Regions from separate parts of the Bactrocera dorsalis genome. Here region 2 is linked to region 1. The links are chromatin contacts, called in public Hi-C maps. All regions are on one chromosome and are shown on one strand. Each heading gives the region's core, a stretch centred on a gene start, on an enhancer-like site or on the middle of the called end of the contact. The rest is flanking DNA. Distances are from core to core; before and after follow the strand shown. Region 1 holds the start of LOC105225707 (zinc finger protein 2). Region 2 overlaps LOC105225707 (zinc finger protein 2).

The links. Hi-C and Micro-C count contacts between places; a contact is called where the count stands out from the background.
Region 2: a contact with region 1 is called in a Hi-C map of whole body, with 7 times the contacts expected there. The contact joins the enhancer-like site here to the promoter of LOC105225707 in region 1. A contact is called at or near these places in 2 of 2 Hi-C or Micro-C datasets (both in whole body).

What each region holds. Positions count from the first base shown.
Region 1 is chr6:25,550,355-25,557,002 of ASM2337382v1, reverse strand. It overlaps LOC105225707 (zinc finger protein 2), which reads right to left and starts at 5,229. Exons shown (of 14, transcript XM_049459971.1): 1 at 1,613-5,229.
Region 2 is chr6:25,583,743-25,590,137 of ASM2337382v1, reverse strand. All of the region lies in intron 2 of LOC105225707 (zinc finger protein 2), which reads right to left. Among protein-coding and RNA genes, the nearest start is that of LOC105225707, 35 kb to the right of the region's middle. Within about 2 kb of position 1,972, the one cell type or tissue checked has open chromatin away from gene starts, as enhancers often do.

The sequences.
Region 1 (6,648 bases), core at 3,980-6,479:
GCACCATATAGCAGGACGGGAATTATGAGCGACTTATAGAGTTTGGTTTTTGTTCGTCGAGAGAGGACTTTACTTTTCAATTGCCTACTCAGTCCGAAGTAGCACCTGTTGGCAAGAGTAATCCTGCGTTGGATTTCCAGGCTTCAGAACAATATCCCAATAACTGACGGACTAGTTCGCGTATACACAAACAGGCCGATAAGTGTAAACAGACTCAGGACTTCACGCTGATCATTTGTACATATTGTATATAGGAAATTGACAGTAACGGCGTCACCACCTTCATTTCGATTCGGTGATTAGATATAGTGGTTGTTCATGAATAATTTGTGGAATTTCTTTGCAGCAGAATCGACAGTTTTTGTTATTTACCGCACCACTCAGATGAAAGTGAGCCTCATCGAAGAAAATGATTTTCTTAATTATTTATTATTATTTTTATAATAAAATTGAATAATTTGGAAACGTTGTTCTTATGTAGATTTTTTCACTATGAAATTGTAAACATTACTAAATACAATAAAAAAATACAGATATATTAAAAATGGCCGAAACGACACTTAGAAAATATATCATTCCTATTAGAAAGTCCTACACATATTTTATAGAGTTTCCGACGTTTTTTTCTGGGTGTTGCAAACCTCTGGGTTAACTTAATATACTCTGCTCCAGGTATAAGAATTTAAATAAATAAATAAATTTATTAAATAGAGTACAAATTCAAGAAAGTTTATTTATGTTATTAGTTTAGTTATGTGAGACACTGTGTGTACATTCATATACATATACACGTGCTATTGAACTGAAATTTGTTAAGAATGCACAGCAGTGTGCATGTAGATTTCCGTGACTTTATGGTATACATATGTATATCAACCACAATGTAACGTTACCCCAGTCATATAAAATTTTAGTGTGAGCTCTTCGGCTTGTTTATGAACATGGCTTTGAGTGAATCCTTGTAGTTATATTGGAATTTTTGCGGGCCAGTCGTCTTTTTAACAATGTTAGCAGGCAGCTGTGACTGACCATTTATGACATCAAAAGGATTAGATAATTAAATAATTGTGAATCGTACTGTAATTCCAATTACGCATTTGCAGCATTCAATAATTGAATAGATAAAAAGAAATGCACTTGCAAATTTACAATTCGTTTTGTAAACGAAAACTAGTTTTCCATATTAAGTGAATGTGTACAATAAATGTGTGAAATGTTTCCAATGTACAATTGGTTGCAACTTGAAGACAACAAACAAAAAAACGTTAACTTCGAAGCAAACATAGTACACTTCACAGGCGCTTAACTTATAACATAAAACTTAATTTTTTCGGTCAGCTTATATGCCAGCTATATGCCATAGTAATACGATCCCAATAATGTTCAGAAATTGTAGCGTTGTTTTAGACAATAATATATATGTATGAAAAGTTTTCCCTACAAGGACTAATTTTTAGTTATACAGACAGACAGACGGACATAGCAAAATCGACTCTGCTCGTCATGCTGATCATATGTGTATATAATATATAATATTAAAGAAAGGCCATAATTTAAAAAAATTTTTTTTAATACGATTTATTATAAATTAATATTAAACATGAGCACTCACTAGCGATCTATCAATTCTCAACATGGATCAGCATCCAAATATCACAATGAATATTTAACATGAGCATGTGCCAATGAGAGAGGTGTCAGATCACAGCGCATGCTAAATTGAATTGCGGCTTCGAAATTAATAATTTTTCTTAGTAGTAATCAAAATAAATTTCGCGTTAAGCACAATTTGAAATTTCTTTATAATTTTTCCTGTCACCGCAAAATGAGTAATTTCGTATATTTTAATGTGAAATTTATAAACGAACACAATTTTTTTAATGTACATATATATTGGTATTTTATTATATATTTTATTAGAAATATTTTTACTTTGTTGTATTGGTTTAACTATACGAAGTACACAGTTTCCGTCGCTAATTTTCTATTCATTGAAGCTTGATTGCTTGCATTTTAAATCTTCGTTATGTGTTTTTAATTGATGTCACAGCACAAATCTGTAACAAAATTTATTATTTTACTAACCCAATATTTATTAGATAACATAGTAAATAGTATTTTTGTGATAACAGTAACGTATTTTAGGTAAGTTTTTTTTTAAACAGCACATCGTGAGACAGCTCAACTAATTTTAATTTTTTTATAATGTATCATTTAGTTATTACTCATTTATTTAGAACATACCACGGACACAAATTTAGGATAGTTACTTTTGTATTGTTGATTATGTTGCAAATAGGTAGTATTCACCGTGGACTTTTACGTAATTAACTCACTTAAACTGACATACACCACGTATTTCTTGATGAAACTCGAAAAGATTAATTTAAGTATACTGAGCGATTTTCAGAAACTCTTTAGAAGCGCGGTTTATTGCGGAAAATGGCTGCATTTATATTAATGCTAAATCACCAAATTTTGTTTCCCGACTCCAACCAACATTACGTATGATGTAAATATGGCATGCCATTTGGCAAATAAGTAAATATGCACTGCAAAATGTTGTAGGATATTTGCGCATACATATTGCATATATTCATGTGCATACGTGTGTATCCTACAAATATGTTTTTGCATATGCACAAATATTTCCTTAGATTGTGCATTTTATTAAGGGTTGAAAGCTGAAATTCACGATTATAACTAACGACTTTTATTTGTATCTGTTTTTTGTTTCAATGTGCTCATTTTATACGGTGTGCAAAAAAGTTTGCTTCAGGAAATCTTCATTTCCAATAGCAGAAGGGTTGGAAAGTAAAATTAGCATGTATGTAAGTGTAAAGATGTGGATTCACGCGTACATTCTTTCATAAGCTATCAAATAATAAAAATGTATATACATACATATGTACTGTATGTATGTAAACACATATTTATTTGATGACAGATGGGGTGAAAGCTTATACATTGTATATTACAAAGGTCAACAAACAATGATTTTAAGCTGGCGCTGCAAACATATAATTTATATTTAAGAACAGAATCTGTAGCTTGTTACAGAGTGCAACATGGTAAAATAATTAGTGCAATAGGGTTTATTAAAGAAAAAAAATTATAACTTAATTTATATTTTTCCCTTAAAGTTATATAATATATACTCGCATGTCAATGATTTAGAATTGATATAATTACATTCAATAACCGCTTCGATATCTAAAAACAAATGTACATATGTATATACTACGTATACTAACGCAATGATTTAAAGTTTAGGAATAGTTTATAAATGCATAATTAACACTACACCTAAATAAAAAAAATAATAATAATAAAAGTATAAAAACAACTGCTTCACTGACACGATTAAGACCTGGTACAATAGTTGTATATTTCCTAAGTTAATGAAAACGTGATTGAAATCGGTACGCGGTAACACAAGCAATCACAACTCAACTGTAAAATTCCCGTCGAAACAGTACTTCGTAAATGTAAGTTTGTACGATTTTTTCCAAGTATTTCACATTTTTTTGAAGTAGTAAAAATAAGGACAAGACGAGTTAAAAAATAATGATATCCGGCTGGCACAATAATGGTCACTTAAATATTTTTGTTATATGTTTTATTCATTTCATATTGAATTGAATTCTGTTATTATTGCTAATTTTACCGATTTAACCAGTTCTGATTTTAATGTAGTTGAGGCATTTATCTAATTATTAATATCTCACAAACTGGTCAATAGCATAACACATTTTATATTATATTTGCCGGTGAACCATAATAAGCCAGGACTGACAAAGCGTTTTCTTTATTGTACAAGTATTACATTGTACCACCGTAATGCATATATTGTTTATATTGTAGTAAAGCATTGGCTTATTGTTTATAATAGTTGCGAGTAACTTTTGGTGTGTATATTTTAGTAGTTGGAACAATAAAAAGTAACGGCGGTATTATCTGCGCATTCTTCAACGTAAATTCTTAACTTTTTATGTATTTAGGGTTAAAGCCTATTTATTTTTTTTTTTAACTTTATTTCACATTCTTATTTACAGAATTTTTTATGGATATATATTTGTATGTGTTAAACATTACAACACATTTTTGGTTTGTGTTATAAAAACACAACTTTCATTTTATTTAAAACAATAAAGGTAGACATATTTTAACTATCAGCGAGCGAGCACTGTACTGTATATATTCGCACAATCAAATATAAAACGTGAGAAATTTGCCTCGTTAAGATATACTAACAACAACTAAAAAATCGACACTTCACCACGCAGCGTCAATTTGTTACTATTCCTCCAAACAGTGGAAATATTTTTTTGGTAGCATTTGATGATGATGTGTCGGCTAGCCGTAACCATAAAAGCCGTATATATTCCGTACAAGCAATTTACACTCCGCGCAATGCATAAGACACCGGAATATCGGTCGCAAAAGCAATATAAAGGAAACAAAAGGAGAGTAAAATAACAATGCATATCAAAGAGAGTAATGAGCGAAAGCAACTTTGAGAGTACAAAAAGTGGTGAACAGAACAGTAAAAATAATGTTCCAAATGAGCGAGTGAGTAAATGAGAAAATGAGTGAACGGAAGTGTATGAACATACATATGTATATAAGTGACTTGGAGCCACCCAAAGAAATGAGTATATTTTATTGAGGGAGTTGAATGTGCGTAGTGCTCATAGTTTTTAAGGTGCTCTATGATGTTTCGTAGGAAATAAATAAATATGCATTTGCCTGTACGAGTATGTACATATGTATGTATGCAGCATTATATTTTTTAATGGTGTGTGCATTTGATTTAGTAGTTAGAAAAGTATCACAGGTAACTGACACAAGAGACAATTTTCAGTTTATACTACAATAGGGGAAAAAGTAACATATTAGCGACGAACTCAACGTTAAATTACGACATGCACAAGAAAGGAATACCCACATAATTCATTTTATTGATGTAGACCTGTGTCTACTTAACAATCTTAATCATCTTTGTTTGATTTTTTAAACACTTTTTTATAAATTTTGTCTGTAGCATGTGAGCAACTCTCTACTAGTAGTAGAACTTTTTTTATGTATAAGACACATATGTATGTACATATATACATACATACATACATACATACATATGTATGTATAGACATGCATATGAAAGAACATTTTATGTCAACCGACTTTTAATAACGTGTCGTATAAATTAGGTCAATCCGAAATCTATGAAAGAAAACCCAAGTTTACCCAATTTTTTTAAGCTGCAGTCTAGCAAGTACGCTGTATTGAATAATAATAATATAATAGTAATTTTAATGTCTTAAAAACGGTGGATAATATAAATATGCCGAAATATACCATTTTTTATAGACAACTGGTTTATTTGTTGTTAGTTAGAGGTCATTTAGTTTAAAAATTATTTGTTGTATTACTTTAAATTTTCATCGATTTTTGAAGATTCTGACTAGTCTTACCCCGTAAGCTACCAACGTACAAAACAATTTCAACAAAACTATTAGTTGCACAATTAAGTTTTCGCTGTTTGTCAATAAATGGCTCCAGCAGTTATTGGTGATCGATTTTGATTTATTCAAAACGTCATAAACTTAACCTAGCCATTTGAAAAAGAAACTGCTATTCCACATTAGTGACTTTGTTTATGTGTCATATATTTTTGGTTGTGCGAACATGCCCGATTTTTTTTTGTCAAATAATATTCATTTACGGAAAGTGTTGATCAGCGGCTGAAGCACATCGATAATTCCAAAACGTTCTCGGAGGTGCCACCCCAAGTGAAGCAAGGTGATGTGATTTGCTTCGTCGATTCAAAGAAGGGGATTTCAATTTTAACTGAAGGCCAAAAACCAGGAAGATGGTGAATTGGAGACGTTGTTCGAAGAGGATCTATGTCAAATGCAAGAAGAGCTTTCTGCAGCATCGGCAAGCTATTGCAAAGTGACTACATGGGCTGGCAATGATTTAGAAACCAATACTAAGCCAGACATGAAAAAGTGATTCTGTAGCAGAACAACGCTAGGCCGCACGTTGCCCAACCTGTTAAAACCCACCTGGAAACGATTAAATGGGAAGTATTCCCCAGATATCGCACCGTTCGATTTTAGATCTCTAAAATTAAATTTATTATAGCCCGAAATATGCATTATGTTTTTCACTTAATTATATCTCATAATAACTTTAATGTGATTAGTTGCTACACAATCTGAATACGGATCGGATCTTTCGAGTTTCGTTTTTCTATTATAAATAACGACTGTTTTTGGTAATACAGTTTTGTTTATAGGCTGTATACATACGAGTATCTGTCTCTTGATTTGACATTGATTGTCAATTACTCTTGCAAATACTAACATTTACATTTAATTTTTAATTCCAAATACAGAAAGAAATAAAAGAATTAAAATAAGACATTGTTTTAGAAAAAAACAAATTTTCAATTCCTATTTATTTGCTGTTCGAAAAATTTAAAATTTTATTTTTTAATTTCAAAGAAAGAGTTTTGAATTAGGAAAATGGCAACCTTGATTACAAATATTGATAAATTTATATAAGTTGCTTATTATATCATTTATAAGTAAAAGAATAAAGCACCTTTTTGTCTTTTACTTGAATATTGCCTAGTCTAGTTTC
Region 2 (6,395 bases), core at 723-3,222, 36 kb before region 1:
TTTGGAAATTGTTCAGATCGGACTACTATAACATATAGCTGTCATTCAAAAAGATTGATTAAATGCAACTTTTATTTTCACACTCATTCAAGTTGATTTTCCATTTCATATGTACTATACATATTTTAATCGCAAATATAATAAAATATATAATACATACAAACGCATCAACAAATATATGTATTTCACATTTGTTGTTACAAGTTTTTAAGCAATTTATTCGTGCTGCATACCCTGCAAAAAAAAATACATATTTAGTGTTTATAGCCGTATTTTTTAAATCATTTTGATTAGACATTTTACCTTTTTAGATTGAATATACATAGAGTATATACATAGAAATCATCTGAATAAAAATATTCATGCGTGGAATATGATAGTTGTCGGAATCAAAATTGAAACCGATAAAAAATATAGTAGATGTCAATGGATTCAGATATTATTGGTTTGATGTTCGATATAAAAACTTTATCGGTTTTGGATGTACCAGAAACCAATTTTAACAGTAACACAGTAAGTAGATAGTTTGTGAAAGATTTGAAATTAACTTTATTTCTCTATGGTAAACATAAGAATAGCACAACAATTGCCATAATAATTAAGTTAATGAAAAATCCATATATTTGAAAAGAATTTACAAAACATCTCTATTCTGTCAATAATGTGATACAAATCTGTAACGTAAGCATACAAGCAAATGCAAGCTAAATTTCACTTATAATTCTGCTTGGGGCATCAACTGTACTGTAGTGATCTCATAATATTTTAGTTGCTTTCTTCCTCTTATAAAATAAAAACTAAATTGCGATAACTCATTGTAAACTTGAATAGACTTTATACAGTATTTAAATTTTTCCAAATGCTTTGCTATTTATTTATTTGCAAGTTTTGTCACAATAAGAAACAGCTGATTTGAATATTGATTTTGCCTATGTTCGAAAATACGAAATTCCGATCGCATTCTATGAGACCATTGAAAACGAGAACTGGTTTGCAATTCTGACAACTAAGCAAATCTGTCATGGTTTTCATAACACCCCTGATTATATCTGTTATGCTTACATAAAAAACGTGCCTATCTATAAAGGGACGTATGATTTTAAGTCTACGAAATTAAATGAAGTTATCCTTTAATACAGTAGAGGCCCGCTAATCCGGACACGGCCTAATCCGGATTCCACTGTAATCCGGACAGGGTTAAAAAATTAAAATTTTCTATTATGTCCCTTGTAATCCGGACCGACATTCTCTATCCGTATTCTCTACTCCGGATCACATGTTTATTATTCACTACATTCGCTTCTTAGAACGCTACGGCAGCGAGCAATGGAGGCTAAACAAAAAAGCGTTCGCCAAACAAAATTAACCGTTTTTTTCAATTAAATTTAGAATTTATATTACACCGCTTAATACATACAAATTTCTAACGTTGATTTTCAATAGATTGTTTTAAGTTTTTTTTGGAATACTTATGTGTATTATTTTGTTATAATAAACAAACAGAAATTTATAAATATTTTTTCTTAATACATAGTTCTGATATGTCTTTGGTAATCCGGATTCCCTTATATTCCGGATAGGGGCCGGTTTTAATTGATCCGGATTAGCGGGCCTCTACTGTATATACATATATGTATGTAGCATATAGGTATATTTACATTGCAAATTTGTTTGTTACATAGTAAATAGTCTGTCTACAACCACTACGCCACTTTTCTGTTCTCCACATACATATTTAGCCAATCCAATAATTGCATTTAATTAGTTATCGTTGGCTATGCTTTGTCTTACACGTTTTTGAGTGTAGTTGCGCTTAGTACATTGTTTCTGAGTTGCTTTGTTTTAACTCATGGGGTAAAACAAGAGAGCAAATGAACTTTGTGTTAACCAAGCATTATTATACACTTGCTATGATTATATACGTTAACCCTAGTATAACCAACCATTTACACCTCTCAAAGTTTGCTTGTGACGCTTCTCTTTCCAGTTTCATTCTCCAAGTGTGTTTGACTCTTCACTCTACTCGATCTGATTCGACGATGTTTATTTGTTGCTGTTTATCGTCCGCCTGCTCCATTGTAGTACAGCATGGATGTCAACATATAAATATACGTTTCTCTTATTTATAAATAGCGTGTAGTATATACAGCTTTGATGCAGTACAATATATGTATACGTATATGTTTGCTATTGTGTTGAGGATAACATGGGTGTGTATTTGATAGAAATGCGTCTTTATGTATTGATATTTGTATAGATATTTATATTCATTCAAACATTCGTGCATGAATTTATGTATGTATAGAGAGCACTTGTTCTTTATACGAATGCGTTTGACTTTGTTTTAACGATTATTGCGTACGGCTGCAAGTGTGACGGTATGCTATCAAACGCTTTGCCGGGGGCTTTTTACAACCAATTAGAAAAAAGCATGCGGGCGCTAATTAACCACCTATCCAGTTTTTTAATTAACCAATAATAAGACTGCAATACAAATGAGTGTTTTAAGATAACATTTAGATAAAAACAGTAATTTTTTGGACGGGTAAATATTATACTAGGAAAAGAGAAATCGCAGGAAAATAGCGACAAAGCTTCCATGTGCACGTTAATTGTAACTATATTATTATATTATATAGGTATATATATAGGTATGTATATGAAAGTATGCACACGGATGTATGTACATACATACATAAATATAGTGATATTAAATTTATATTATAGAACGGAGTTGAAATTTGTTCTTGTGTACGCGAATATTATTCCTATTTACAGTGGACCAATAAAATTTACATACACCTAGTTCTATTAAATTACGATACGTTTATTTGTTATAAAATGAATAAATCGGCTGTTAATAGCAGGTATTTCTATTTACCACAGGATAACGACCCAAAACACACAACTTATCGTATTCGTGACTAGTTGTAATGGAATTAAAAATAAATCAATAGGTCCCGCAATTATCATACATTAATTCTATTCAAATTATCTGGAACTTTTTGAAAACCCTTATTCGAAAACATCGAATTTAATCAAAATAAGGCCAAAAAGCTGGATCATGGACTTAGTGGGTCAAAATATCCGGAAATAATACTAGAAATTGAGTGGGGAGTATACAACAAAATTTAGGCCAAAAACCGCTAAAACTATTGTAATTACTTTTGATTTATGTAAATAATCATTAGTGTACGTAAACTTTTTTGATATAAATTATGCCCATGCATTAGCATTAATTTTTTTTATTTGTGTAAAAAAAAAATATTTTGATATGCTAAATTTAATGTTAAATATACATCTTTTGAAATGGATAGAAAAAAGCCACAAAATTTATTCATTTTATAACAAATAAACGTGTCGTAATTTAATAGAACTAGATGTATGCAGACTTTATTGGTCCACTGTATGTACATATGTATGTTCATGTGAATGCATGTATTAGAACAACCAATAAGGAGTAACTTAGGTGCCAAGTTTGCACCTCTGTCGTCTTTTTATTCAGACCGCGTTGCAAGTATAGTTACACACACTCCTGCGACTTTTTTTTATATACTGTATAAGTGCAGTTACTTGCCGGCAGAATCCTATTTGTAACGTTAGATAGGGCGTATCATTGAAATGAGTGGTAAGACATATGCTCAATATCAGGTATAGTCCGACTGCAAAAATTTTTATAAGCAACTAAAATATGTATATGTATGTATTTACTTAAATTAATTTAAACTAAAAATATTGGAAAAACTTTAAAATACCGTCTCAGGATTTCGGAAATAAAATGGGTATGGTCGGGTAGAGGAGGTTCTCGGGATCAAGAATATACATATGTATGTATATGTTAGCACGACACATATTAACAAATGTTAAGACAAGCATACTATTACACCATAATAAAGTCGCTGACGTTGCGGCACGTGTAACTCCAGACTATGGGAACGGACGGTCAGCAACACAAATCTAGCCAAACGGTGGGAACCACAGAATCAGCACTTTTGGTCACGTAGCAGTAGCGACAGATTTAGGGCTAGCATTAAGAATGATAAAATGTAAAGTTTAGTTTTTAGTTGGAGTTGAAGGAATAAAGGAGTATAGCTCCCGAAAATATGTTTTTTTAAATCAACCGTTTGTGTTTGACTAACTGGCGCCCGAGCAAGGACCACCGTGTCGTAAAGTAAATAACCTAAAAACCAAGAAGTAAGGTTTCGCGAATGCCGTAACAAATAATATAACAGCCCGAAAATCAAAAAGTACGGCTCCGCGAGTTTGCGAAAAGTGAAAAAGGTCTGAACAGCAAAAGTAAGACCCTACGGGGGATAAGAAAAAGGCGAGCGGATACTTAGCGACAAGGAGGACTGACCGATAATAACGTCTAAGGACCCCAGTAGAGCAGGAAAAGGATCATCTGGAAATGTTTAACAACTCAGAGCCCCAGCGCTGGACATGATTAGTTTATTGTAAGTTTATCCTTAATATCTCTTTGTAATTGTGAATGATTGTGAAAAGAATAACGTACAAAAATGATTTAAGCATTGTGAAATCAAAATATACTGTACCAACATAAAAATATAGTAAGATATTGATTAATGGAATAATTCCAAATTTTAAACTACTAATTTTTTAAAAATTTACATTGTGCTAAGTTATTAAAACTAAAGCAAGCGGAAATCTTCCCGCAGTGAGAATGTTGATTGTAAAATTCTATTGAAAAGAAAATTATTATTTTTTTAGAAATCGAAAAGAAAATATTGTTTATAAATTTTATTGAAAACAAAGTTATTGATATTAAAGAAATCGGCTACCTGGTCAAATGCCTAAGAGAATTTTCCGGACGTCCTGGAGAATTCAATTCTTGGCGCAAATCCGTAGACAGAATTCTAGAAGTTTACAAAAACTTCCAGGACACCCCAAGATACTTCGGAATCCTACATACTATACGGCATAAGATTGTCGGCGATGCCGATACGGCCCTGGAGTCTTATCGAACTCCACTGGACTGGACACAAATTAAAAAATGTCTGATGCTTCATTACTCAGACAAACGAGACATCGGTACCCTCGAGTACCAACTGACAACACTGGCTCAGCGCCAGGATGATATTCCCACTTTTTACCAAAAGGTTTATAAGCATTTCTCCCTGATACTAGATAAAATCGCTTGTCTCGATATGAACGAAGAATCTATCAAAACTATCACACATACTTATCAGAGACCTGCATTGAGTATGATCGATCCGGTTTGATCAGCTACGCTCAAAACGGTCAAACTCAGCACAGCGGTTCGCTACAAAATTATTCGATCGAGTTTCATGCTCGAAACGAAGGAGTTCGATCAGTTGATTTGATTGCTCTGCTTACTGATTGAAACTGATTGGTTGGTTCCGGTATGATGATTGGAAATGATTGTACAGAAAAGGACGATCAAGTCCAACGATGCACGAAAACTCAGACATCGATCTACTGTGCGTTTGAATTGATTGTGATTGAACCAATCAGATCGAGAATTGCCCTGCGAATATGTATATATGTATGTGCATAATTTGTATGTACATATGTACATATTTGTGTGTTTTTTTACGGAAACATGTTGCGATGCATAAAATTAACCAAAACATTACTGCATATATTTCTTAATTTTTAACGCCTAAAACTAAAATTCAATTAATGCTTAAAATATTAAGGAACACAAATTTCAAATTTTTATCACTTCTTCATTGAGATCAACAAAAACTTAAAATTAAAAGAAGGTAATAAACTTGGTTTCTTAATCGCTAAAACTTAAAAAAAATGAATTTAAAAACAATAAATTATCAACTGAACATGGTCCGAGCCTAATTCTTTTTTCAGTTATAATATTTCCAGCTAAAGAAAAAGAACGCTCAGCGACTGCGCTGCTGGCAGAAACCACCCGGTATGACCAAACGGTATGATTGTGATCGAGCTGAATGCAAGCAGCATTCTCGAACATTCTTTGCTGCTCACACAAGGCGTTCGATCGAAAAAATCATTACGAAACAAGTAACAGTGATTGAAACTGATTGTTCGCTTTGATCACGCTCGCTTACGATCATTCATTTTTGTTGAAGCAAAGTTTTCCGTCACAAAAAATCTGAGTCAATGATCGGGTATGATTGAAAAAATTGTGATCGTTGCAGCTCTCTGATACTTATCGAGAAAAAGCCCTGGATACATTTATTCGCGGACTTAATGGAGACCTTCCAAAAAAAATTAGAAAATATGACGTTCAGAATGCATCATGCACATAACGTGCAAAAACCCAGCCATCCACCACCGCGACCTCCTCGACAGAACATGACATTTAACCACAACAGGCCCTTTTATCCCGAGCTTACATATTTCTCTGGATCTAGGCAGAATCCCGGACTAAGGACAAACTC